Regions from separate parts of the Sus scrofa genome. Here region 2 is linked to region 1. The links are chromatin contacts, called in public promoter capture Hi-C maps. All regions are on one chromosome and are shown on one strand. The core of a region is the stretch at or near the end of the contact, and the rest is flanking DNA. Distances in the headings are between cores, read along the strand shown. Region 1 holds the start of RDH14 (retinol dehydrogenase 14). Region 2 holds the start of SMC6 (structural maintenance of chromosomes protein 6).

The links. Promoter capture Hi-C pulls out the DNA fragments that hold promoters and counts their contacts.
Region 2: a promoter capture Hi-C map of liver shows a contact between it and region 1, with 3 times the contacts expected there. The contact joins the promoter of SMC6 here to the promoter of RDH14 in region 1. A contact is called at or near these places in 1 of 5 promoter capture datasets (liver) and 1 of 2 datasets of contacts at active chromatin or transcription factors (alveolar macrophages).

What each region holds. Positions count from the first base shown.
Region 1 is chr3:119,451,124-119,455,995 of Sscrofa11.1, reverse strand. It overlaps RDH14 (retinol dehydrogenase 14), which reads right to left and starts at 2,010. Exons shown (of 2, transcript XM_003125340.4): 1 at 1,506-2,010. The coding sequence starts at 1,898. LOC100516797 (cytosolic 5'-nucleotidase 1B) reads right to left here. Exons shown (of 9, transcript XM_005655262.3): 9 at 2,150-4,872. The coding sequence ends at 4,589. LOC106509892 (a long non-coding RNA gene) reads left to right here and starts at 2,051. Exons shown (of 6, transcript XR_002342970.1): 1 at 2,051-2,138; 2 at 4,621-4,828.
Region 2 is chr3:120,094,651-120,099,721 of Sscrofa11.1, reverse strand. SMC6 (structural maintenance of chromosomes protein 6) reads right to left here and starts at 2,361. Exons shown (of 27, transcript XM_003125342.4): 1 at 2,146-2,361. It overlaps GEN1 (flap endonuclease GEN homolog 1), which reads left to right and starts at 2,417. Exons shown (of 14, transcript XM_005655263.3): 1 at 2,417-2,898.

The DNA.
Region 1 (4,872 bases), core at 761-3,260:
AACCTCTAGGTCTGCGACAGCTCCCCATCTCTGCATCAAGGTGCCCCAGAGTCATAACGAACTCTCAGGGTGATTTGGAGTATTTTAAAGTTTCAAGGGGAACAAAACGATACTCTGCTCAATATCTCAAAAAGTACAAGCTCCAGGATATTCGTAGCTTCAACATTATATTGTCCTATATTCCTTGTGATGCTGCCATCTTTGCAAAGCTGAGTATTTAGTAGTTGCTGGGGTAAAATGCAAGTACAATGTTAAAAATCAACGTAGCACAGAAATGCTGGTGGCAATGTCCAATCTGATTCCCAAGTCTGACAAGCTGGGACAGTGAACAGAGGTACACTTCCCATTAGCATAATTATGGTTATAGAAAAATAGTCATTTTTTTCTTTCCGTTATGTGTATGTATTATTTTTTTTCAAACAGCCACTATGTTATTACATAAATATTTATTAGGTTGTTTGGACCTAATTACTTATTGGAAAGTTTGGGAATTTCTGCTCTAGACTCAAGAGGCTCCTTTTCATACAGACTCCTTTTCTTTGCCAGCTAATTTTAAACATCACTCTTCTGAATGCCCTCTTGCAAATCATCTCTGCAGGAAACCCTTCTACCTCAATTTCAATAGAGGACATCCATTTCAGTGGAATACTATCTAAACAAAGAAATTCTCCACCTAGCTGACAAGCAGCAGGAGGACAGCAGTTAAAAGCAAGGGCTCTAGAAAGAGATCCTGAGCAAATTACTTAGCCTACCTATACCTTAGTTGCCTAAAGTTGTAAAATGAGGATAATGCCTACCTCGCAGGGTAATTGTGAAGACTGGATGACAGTTTAATTTCATTAAAATTAAAAAACAAACAAAAATAACTGAAACACTTGGAATAGCTTCTGGCACATAGGAAACCTTCAATAAATGCTAGATATTGTATTATTTTCATTTCAGTCATCGCTGAGCGCACAGGACCACTGGCATTCCAAGCTCTAGTCTTTTTGGAAATTAGGCCAGAGCCTGGTTAAGGATGGTGCTAAGGAGGTCACTGGTGGCAGAAGGCTAAAATTTCTACCCCAGGAAGAAAAAAGACGAGTGCTCCACGGTCCTTGGTTAGCAACTTTCCCTACGTGCTCTCAGGCTCTTGGGTGCAGATTCACTTTGGACACAGGAAAAACAATCCAGAGACCTGGCGGATCTCCTCCCGGGCTGTCCTCACATAGCAAGAGGAAATGTTCAGAAACTCGCTTATTTTCCTCTTGGGCCCATTTTTTTTTTTTCCCTCAACATTCTTGGAAGACAGAAGACTATTCTACCAATTTTTCCAGCCTTCAATTCCCGAGCCGCCCCAATCTCTTGATTGTTTCTACTCCTAGCGTCAGTCATTTCCAAGGTCACACCCCCTGGACTCTGGGCGGTGCCCTCCCTGCTCGGCCCCGAGGCCGGCCAGCCCCTCCCCGTCCGCGAAGGCCCCCAGCCCTCCCCGCGATCTCCAGCTGGCTCCCGGGGCCTCACACCTGGAGCATCTCCTGACAGAAGGCGCGCACCGAGCGCAGCGAGGCGAGGTCCAACTCCCGGACGACGAGCTCGCCGGCCCCTCCGGAGTTGGGCCCCTCCTCGGGGCCCTCGGTCTGGCGGAGCTCGCGGCGGAGCTGACCCGCCGCCTCCTCGGCGCGCGCGCGGTCCCGGCAGCCCATGATCACTCGCGCCCCCAAGCGTAGCAGCTCGGCGGCCGTGGCGCGGCCCAGGCCGCTGTTAGCCCCCGTGATCAGCACGGTCTTCCCGTGCATGAGGCCGGAGTCCCCGCCTCGGTGCAACCGCTGGACACTAGGCCCCACAAACCGTCGGGCCGCCAGCCACAGGGCCCCACCCAGTGCGGCCAGAAATGCCGCCACTGTAGCCACTGCCATAGCCGCCCGGGCCGAGGGCCCACCGTCCCCCTCGCAGGATTTCCGGAGCCGCCGCGCTCCCGGAGCTAAGGCAGCCACCTGTACGCAAAGAACTCTGGGGCGCGGCCTGTCGTCCCCTGGAGGCGGCGTGAAGCATGCTGGGACTTGTAGTCTCCTTCCCGGGGGCGCCTGATTGGTTAGGACAGTATAGCGGCCGGGTGGCGGTGCCTTTGTGGATCCGGTTCCTAGCCTGAGAGGAGGGTGAGCACCGTACCCGGGTTTTCAGGCTCCTGGGTCCATGCCCGTGGAAATCCCAGAGTGATGGTGGCCTTCCCCGTGGGAATGCCTAACGGATATTTTGAATTTACAAATCTCTTTATAGGCTGTCGTGCAAATCCCACACTTCAGGGCTGGCTTGGCGTGTTTTCCGTTAAGGACCCCAGGGACTTGTTAACCTTCTGTTCAGTTTACCTTCATCCTCTGGGGAGTGGTTCCCGCCGAACTGAAGTCTGAGGAAAGGCTCTTTTTTTTTCCTCCACAGGTGACGCTAAGAACTTAGCAACATGAATCAGAAAGAGAATGGATCCGTGGTTCTTAGATTTTAGTGTAGCATTGGAATCAATTGCAGGACCTGTACAAGCAGAAATTTCAGGCCTTGTGCTCTGTGAGAGTCCCAAAGAAATAGGGCACCGTTTCTGCCCTCGGGGCGCTTACTGGCTTGTACAGAAACCTCCCCTGCCCCAGCCCTCACTCTAGAATCTTTGGTCGAGAGAAAAGACACACAACTTCTATAGCTTGAAATAAATGCCCTTGATGACTCTGATAAACTCTCCTCCACTCCTTTATATCTGGGAAGGATATAACATGCAACAAAAAGTCAATACAAAAAGAAAAGGGGTAAAATGCCAGGTTTCTTACAGGTGCTGAGAATGGAGCTCACAGGTGGGGAGGAGCACTCTCACTGAGGATTAGTTAAGGCACCAGGAACAGCAATCAGGAGGGCTGGGCCTTTATTCCACCCTATGTGTAATTTGAAGCTGCTTCTCAAACTCACTGAGCCAGAAGCACATTTCCTCTTCCTTTCTGTCCATCCATGTCTCTCTTATCCTGCAAAGCCCACCTCGATTCTCTCCATTTTCTGATGACTTCCAGCCCATACAGGTCTTTGCTTCAGCCTCCTCTGTGACCCTCACTTGGCACTGAGAACAAACAGCCCTCTGGAGTTGGCTATTTGAGCTTGTACATTTGACTTCCTCTAAGGGGATTGTTAAAGTTTTCACTTTCGTAAAGGATGGGATAATATCTGAGTCTCTCTTGTGGTCTTTATATGGGGGAATCCATAGAAAACAGTAGGTGCTCAATAAGTGTCTTGATTGATATATTCTGGACTGGTTTACAGCAGATTAGGAAGCAGATCAAAAGATGTGTGTCATCAGTGGTCTGCTTTAACTAGTACCAGAGGTGGAATATGTATATGCAGGTGGGGCAGGGATAGAGATGGGGGTAGAAGGAGCAAGAGAGCATGTGAGGAAGAGAGGAGAAAAGGCGTCACCAGATCTGCTGTGTAACTGTTTTGTAGCTTAAGCATAGAATTTAATGGAATGACTAATTTGTTCAGGATGTGTCAGTAGCCAAGGAATTAATAACAACTCAATTTGGAAGGCACAGAGAAAATAGACTACATATACCTTTTGAAATGAGATCTGAATTTGAATCTTAGTCCTACCATTTATTCCCTGCACATCCTTGGACAAGCTATGTAATCTTTTTGAATCTTTTTTTTTCATTGATTAAAAAAAGAAGGTAATATCACACTGAAAATGTTTGGTTTGATGAGAAACTGAGAAAATAACATGTGAAAATAATGAGTTCACTGTTCCTAACATTGTAGTAGATTAACCAATTAATTTTTTTTTTGAAAACAAGGCAAAAATCACAACAGGATGACAACAATGAAGGCTAGGATACCACACTTCATTTCATATTTTGAAGTGGTAGCCCAGTTTTTTTCCCTTCCGTACAAACACTAGCCCTACCTGCCAAGCCCAAAGTTTCAAATATGAAGTAGTCCAAAGGCAATAAAGCCACCAAATAAACTTCAAAGAACCCTTCCAGCAAGTTCTGTCAGGTGCTCTTCTTGGATGAAAATAACATGTATGAATAATTAGCTGTTTTATTTCTGAATGAGCAGTTTCAAAATTAATGAACTTATTCAAGTGGGGTTATATTTTCATTTTGGCATCGATTAAAAGACTATTCACAGAGGCAATAGACTAAAAAGCTCCAGTTTTTGAGTGTATCTAACCTTACTCTTTCCACCTATGAAGACCCACTATTCTGTAATGATGACAGGTAATGATTCGTTCTAGCTACCAACATCCAAAATGAGCAATGATTTGTAAAATTAAGTAGGCTTCTGACACAGCCCTTTAAGCCTTCAAGCATTCAAATTCTAAACTTACCCTAAAGAGTCATCATTATGACTTACACACAAAGGTAGGTGCAATCGTGTCAATAGCACTGACAGCTCCAAGGGAAGTAGCTTGAGGGTAACTTGAGAGTTCAAAATGTTTTAAAAAACTCAAGAGAAAACCTTTCCAAATGAACAAAACTCTGAGGTCTGATCTATTGAAATACCTAATTACCCTAGAGATCCACAAGAAGTGGCTTCCATAATACCAGACTCACTGCTTTATTTTTCCTCCCCACCCCTAATTGTTCACTTTTTGATTAATTCCATAAGGTACATGAGATGTGATGGTGCCAGCTTTCTGTGCCCCTTCAATTTGGAACATGTGGTCATCAAAGAAGATGTGGGGCCTTATCTTCACCAAGATGGGACCTTTGGCAGCTCCAGCAAGGAAAAGAGCTTCGTCTATCTCTAGACCCCAGCGACGAAGGGTTTTCAGCACACGGGCGCCTGAACTGGCTGCACTCCTGGCTGTAACCAGGTAGGTCCTGATTGGGCATCGCAACCGTTCGTCTTTGGCATAAA
Region 2 (5,071 bases), core at 1,112-3,611, 640 kb before region 1:
CCCAAAGTCAAACCTGATCTTTCATGTCCAGGTTCCTTCTGCCATGAACTAAGTTTAACCAATAGTTCAACTATTTATAGGTAGTGAAATTGACTATTAATCTGTTTATCCTCTTGTCCATCCTTTGATAATGTATAAGGCTACAGAAAGAATTCTAATGTGATGTATCCCTCTAATGTTACTCTTCAAGCCAATTAAAACGATGGGCTTGCTTTATAAATTTTATTGCCTTTAATTTTCAGAAACAACCTTCACTCTTAACCCTAAACACCAGTATCAGCAGACTGAGCAAATTTGGTAAGAAGGAAGGATAAATAATACATTCATTTTGTTTGAAAACACTGGGTTTGAAGTGCTCCTAGGATACTGAGATAGGCCAGTAGGCAGTAAAACATACCCTGCAGTAGATTTGAGAGTAGAGCTAAGAAAGCCACAGAAAGTATTTTGAATCTGGTCACCAGGGAAAGTGTGTTGTTGAGTGAGAAAGATGTATCTCATTAGCCAGTGAACCAAAAATACTAACATGAAGGTAAGTGTCTACTCTTGACTCTCAGTCATCTGGGGGGGGGGTTGTATTTGTGACATTTAATTATGCCTTAAATATAACGCATACTATTATGGTAAAATTTTGAGATATTAATTCCTGAAAATAAGCCAAGTACAGCCATGATTAATTTTCCTAACTTAGGTCTAAAAATGATAGTCAATATTTAGTCAAGTTTTATACAAAATTCTACATCCAGGAACTCAGTTAAATGTATTCAGTAAAATAAACTTTTGGGACTAAAACTGGTCTTTCGGCATAACCACTTTAATATGCCATTTGTACTGACTTTTTGCCAGGCTCAATTCTAATACTTCACACTAACCATAGGTAGATACAGAGATAAAATTATTACTCTCTCTGCCCCTTGCCCCAAGATATTTAAGAATGCTGTGAGTTAGGTACTATGTTAGCTTCTCAAGTTACAGAATAGGAACTGAAATTTGCAGAGGTGGTACCAACTAGTCCAGGGTCACACAACACTGGTTCTATCTTATAAACACAAGAACATATTTTAAAGCAATATTCTAGTAATCTCCAAACTTTTTTGCACTGATAGCCGTTCAAGAAAAAAAAAAAAACTGTTTAATACAAATTCCCCCAGAAAATTATAACTCTGCATACTTCACACAGTAAGAGAATGAGACAAAGTAAACCTAAGTAGAAGTTCTAAGACTCTCCCTCCCCACCCACGCACTCATGGAACGATCTGCAGGCCAATGCACAGGACACTGAATATTTTAAAAGACTACACAACAGCCGTCTAAAAGTCAGGGAATTTGGATTTTTTTTCTTTTGAACATACATTCTAGAATGACCGTCTTTCAAAAATTCGCTTTTAATCTCCTACTCGTGAAATACAGAGTAGTGAGCGCTCACATAAATTCTGTCTTCAGGGTTTAAACACCAAACAGTTGTTTTTCTAGGAATTATCACAGTATCCTCTCAAGCTCTATCAGTCCTACAGCCCTTTCTCCACCCTTGAGTGCTGACTGTGTTTCTCGATTCCCAATAGTGATTCTTTTCCAATTCATTTCTACAAGAAAATAAGGGAAAATAAATGCCATCAAACCTCCAAACACCACAACCCAATTTTTCTAGATAATGCAGTCTCCGTTTTCATGAAACTGGAATTTAACCACAAATCAAATTGAAGTGATATTTACACATCTCTTAAACATACTTAAGTTGCTACTTGTACGGTATCATCAGATTGTTAAGCGCCCAATTCTCCAACCCACCCTCACTCCTTTCCCCCTACACGCAAGTCAAAGGCAAAGGGCCATGTGGGGCCGGGAGCCGGGTCCCGTAGCCCGAGCCGGGATTTGCAAGCCTCGCCACTAGAGCCGCCCGACGGAGGGGCCCAGCGGACCCGGGCAAGTTTCCCGCGGCAGAAGGGACCCGTGTCGCCTGCGAAGAGAAGGCAAAGACCCCTGCCGGCCCATGGGCCAGCCCGCCCGGGCGCCAGCGACCCCGAGGACCTCGTCACAGCACCGCTGACCCGGCCGCCACCAGGTGGGCTGGGGGACGCCAGCGAAGAGGGCAGTGACTGGGAATGGATCCGGAGCAAGGGAGGACGACTGCGCGCGCCCTCACCCTACCTCAAACAAGTCGATGTCTCCCCTAGGAAACCGGTCGGCGGGGATGTCGCGGCGCAACAGGACGCTAAAGCCCCCCTAGGGGCGTCTCGGCATCAGCCGACCGCAGTTGGCGCGGCGGGTACGGCGAGCCCGCGGAGGGAGAAGGCAGGAGCCCGGACGCCCCGGCGCCCACCGCGGGACGCTCCGCGCCTGCGCCCCGCCCCCCCTCCCGCCGGGACTCCGCCCGCGCGTGCGCCGTTCGGAGTTTTCGCGCCACTGGAGCGTAAGAGGAGGGGACCGGAAGTGGCTCTGGGCGGATGAGGAAAGCTGGTAGCCGCGCGGTCCTCGGCAACTGCGGGACGCGGCGGGGGGGCAGGGCGGGCGATTTCCCTGGGTGAGAGGGGGAGAAAGCTCGAAGCCCCCCCAAACTACAGTTCCACGCATGCGTACTGCAGACGGCTGGGAGCCAGGAAAGCGGAGAGTGCGGCAGCGTTTGCGGAAAGAGGACTGTCACTTCCTGGAAGAGGCGGGGCCGCGTGGGAGAAGGCGCCGAATTCAAAGTGCTTCCAGGAGCTTTCCGGGTCTGGGTGCTAAGCCCTAAACGTTAATCTTTGCTCGGGAAAGGAAAGAGCAAGTTTTTCCTTTTCTTTCTTTCTTTTTATTTTTAAGAAGAGAAAGTTTAGAAATTTGGAGGCAGCAATAATTAAGATTCAGGCCAAACTGGCAAATGACGGAAGGGCGTCTTTCAAAACCCAGGAGAAAGGGTTGTCCGGGGTAAGTCCCGCAGAACCGTGGTGAAACGGCGCCGCCCGGGTCCTTTCACTGGCTCCTTTACAGTCTGGGTTGGGGGCGAGCTTTGTGTTCGCGTCCCCGTCGCTCCCGCCCCTCCTCCAAAGACACCGTCGGCGGCTCTCTTTTGAGTCCATTAGGACAATGGCCCCGAAGCTCCCAGCCAGGATCTGGCTCTGCTTTCCGAGCCTGGAGACACCTCGCCCCTTTGGTTCTCCCCCCAAGCGTGGGAAGTGTCCACCGCGGCTCCACGCTCTCCCCGACAGGGCCGAGGCCGCTGGGTCCGGAATGTCCTTCCCCGGGGACCGTAGTGCAAACTCCCACGCCTGGTTCAAGGCCATCTGGGCGAGCTTTCATTGATCCTCCTAGGCACACTTGGGGGTGTTCTTTTTCTTAAGGCATTGTGGTTGTTTATTTACAGTCATTCTTTCCCTTGCGCGTTCCTACGTTTTAAAAGCTCTCAATAAATATCGGAACTAAAGAAGTTTAAGTTCCTTGGCTTAGCTTTCAGCGCCTTCTCAATGTGAAATTAACCTACTGCTTGTCTTTAGGTTCTTTACGTGCATGCTGACCTAGCTAAGTAAACTATTTTCTATAGTTCAAAAACCTTCCTTTCTGGATGGAAGCAAGTGGTATTTACGGCTACCCGAGAACACCCCCATAGCAACTGATGTCAAACTTTTGGTCTTCAGTAATGCAATTTCTGGAAAAAAATATTTTTTCTAAAGATAATCAAATACATGTTTCCGTTGTAGCCCTTGCACATATGACATAGTCAAAATAAATGAAAACACTGCATCTGGCCTAAGTGGTCCTTGCTGGTACAAGATGGGAAACACAGTTGGGAGGTTTCAACTTAGATGTCACTTTTTTTAGGAAAACTTCCTTGATGCCCTAGACTAGGTAAGATGCCTTCTTTAGATCTATATCCGCCTATAGTTTTCTAGCCTTCTATGCCTGTTCTTGTCACATCGTTATAATTCCCTTTTTATCTCTAATCTCACCCTACAGAAGTCCTTAAATGCAGGGCTAGATCTTTCATTTATATCTCCAGCACCAAGAAGAGTTCTGGTCAATAGTAGGCATTTAATAAGTATTTATTAACAAGTAAGTCTGGGTTACTTTATGCTTTAAAGTTTAAGCAAATTCGTGTGGAAATAAAGCAATAATAGAAACAGCATTAATTAGTGAAATTAGGTGATAAATCCTATATAATACAATCCTGAACTGAAATAAACTTTATACAATTTGCCAATCTTTATATGAAAATAACAGTCATCTACATGTGAATCGGGAAATTTAAAGTATTTCCTGTTTTATTGTTTAAAATTTTTCTTTCTAATGTTTTTGCTTAAAGCTAGAAAACGGTTAATAAAAATATATTTTTTCATAAATCAAACCATTGACCTCGTTTTATGTTCTTTAATTTTGATTCATTAGTGGAATTAGCAAGGTTCTGTGCTTTTCTCACCTCATTCAGTTTTATAATTAACCAATAAAAGCTTATTAGCTTTTAAGGAAGTTTTAGGAGCATAAATTGATTTACAGGCACCATATGGTTACATCAAAGGATTTGGTTTTGTTTTAACCTGAAGAGGATTCTTAAGCTTTTTCTTTATACTAGAAATTCATGTTCTTTCTACCAAGCAGTGATATCTGGAAGAGTGATTTTCTTCTAACACTCAGCTGTCAAAATCTGTGATGATATTCAAAGGATCTAATTTTCTGGTATAATACCTTTCATTTTGTAGATTGGTTAAATGTCTTCCCGAAGGCATATAGCTAGTCAGTGCATATCCAAGATCAAAATTCAAGGTTTTCTTTCTCAAGTCCAATGCTCTTTCCCTAAAGCAAATAAATTGAAGACACTAGTAGGCTATAAATTTATTTACTCTGGGTTGTTTTTACTTTTCTGATTTACATACATATTCTTGCATCTCATTATTTCTTAAGAATTATGAATGTATTAGTGGACTCTTCTTTTTGTGTGGAATATACATTGATTGAATGAACAGATTGATGTCAATGAAATCATTACATTATAAAAGATGGGTAATGGCTCACCAAATCCCACACCACAAAAAATTTCAAATTTCCCCCTATTAAAATAAAATGCAAAATAAAATTATACAGTTTGGGGTGAGTTCTCTACCTGCAG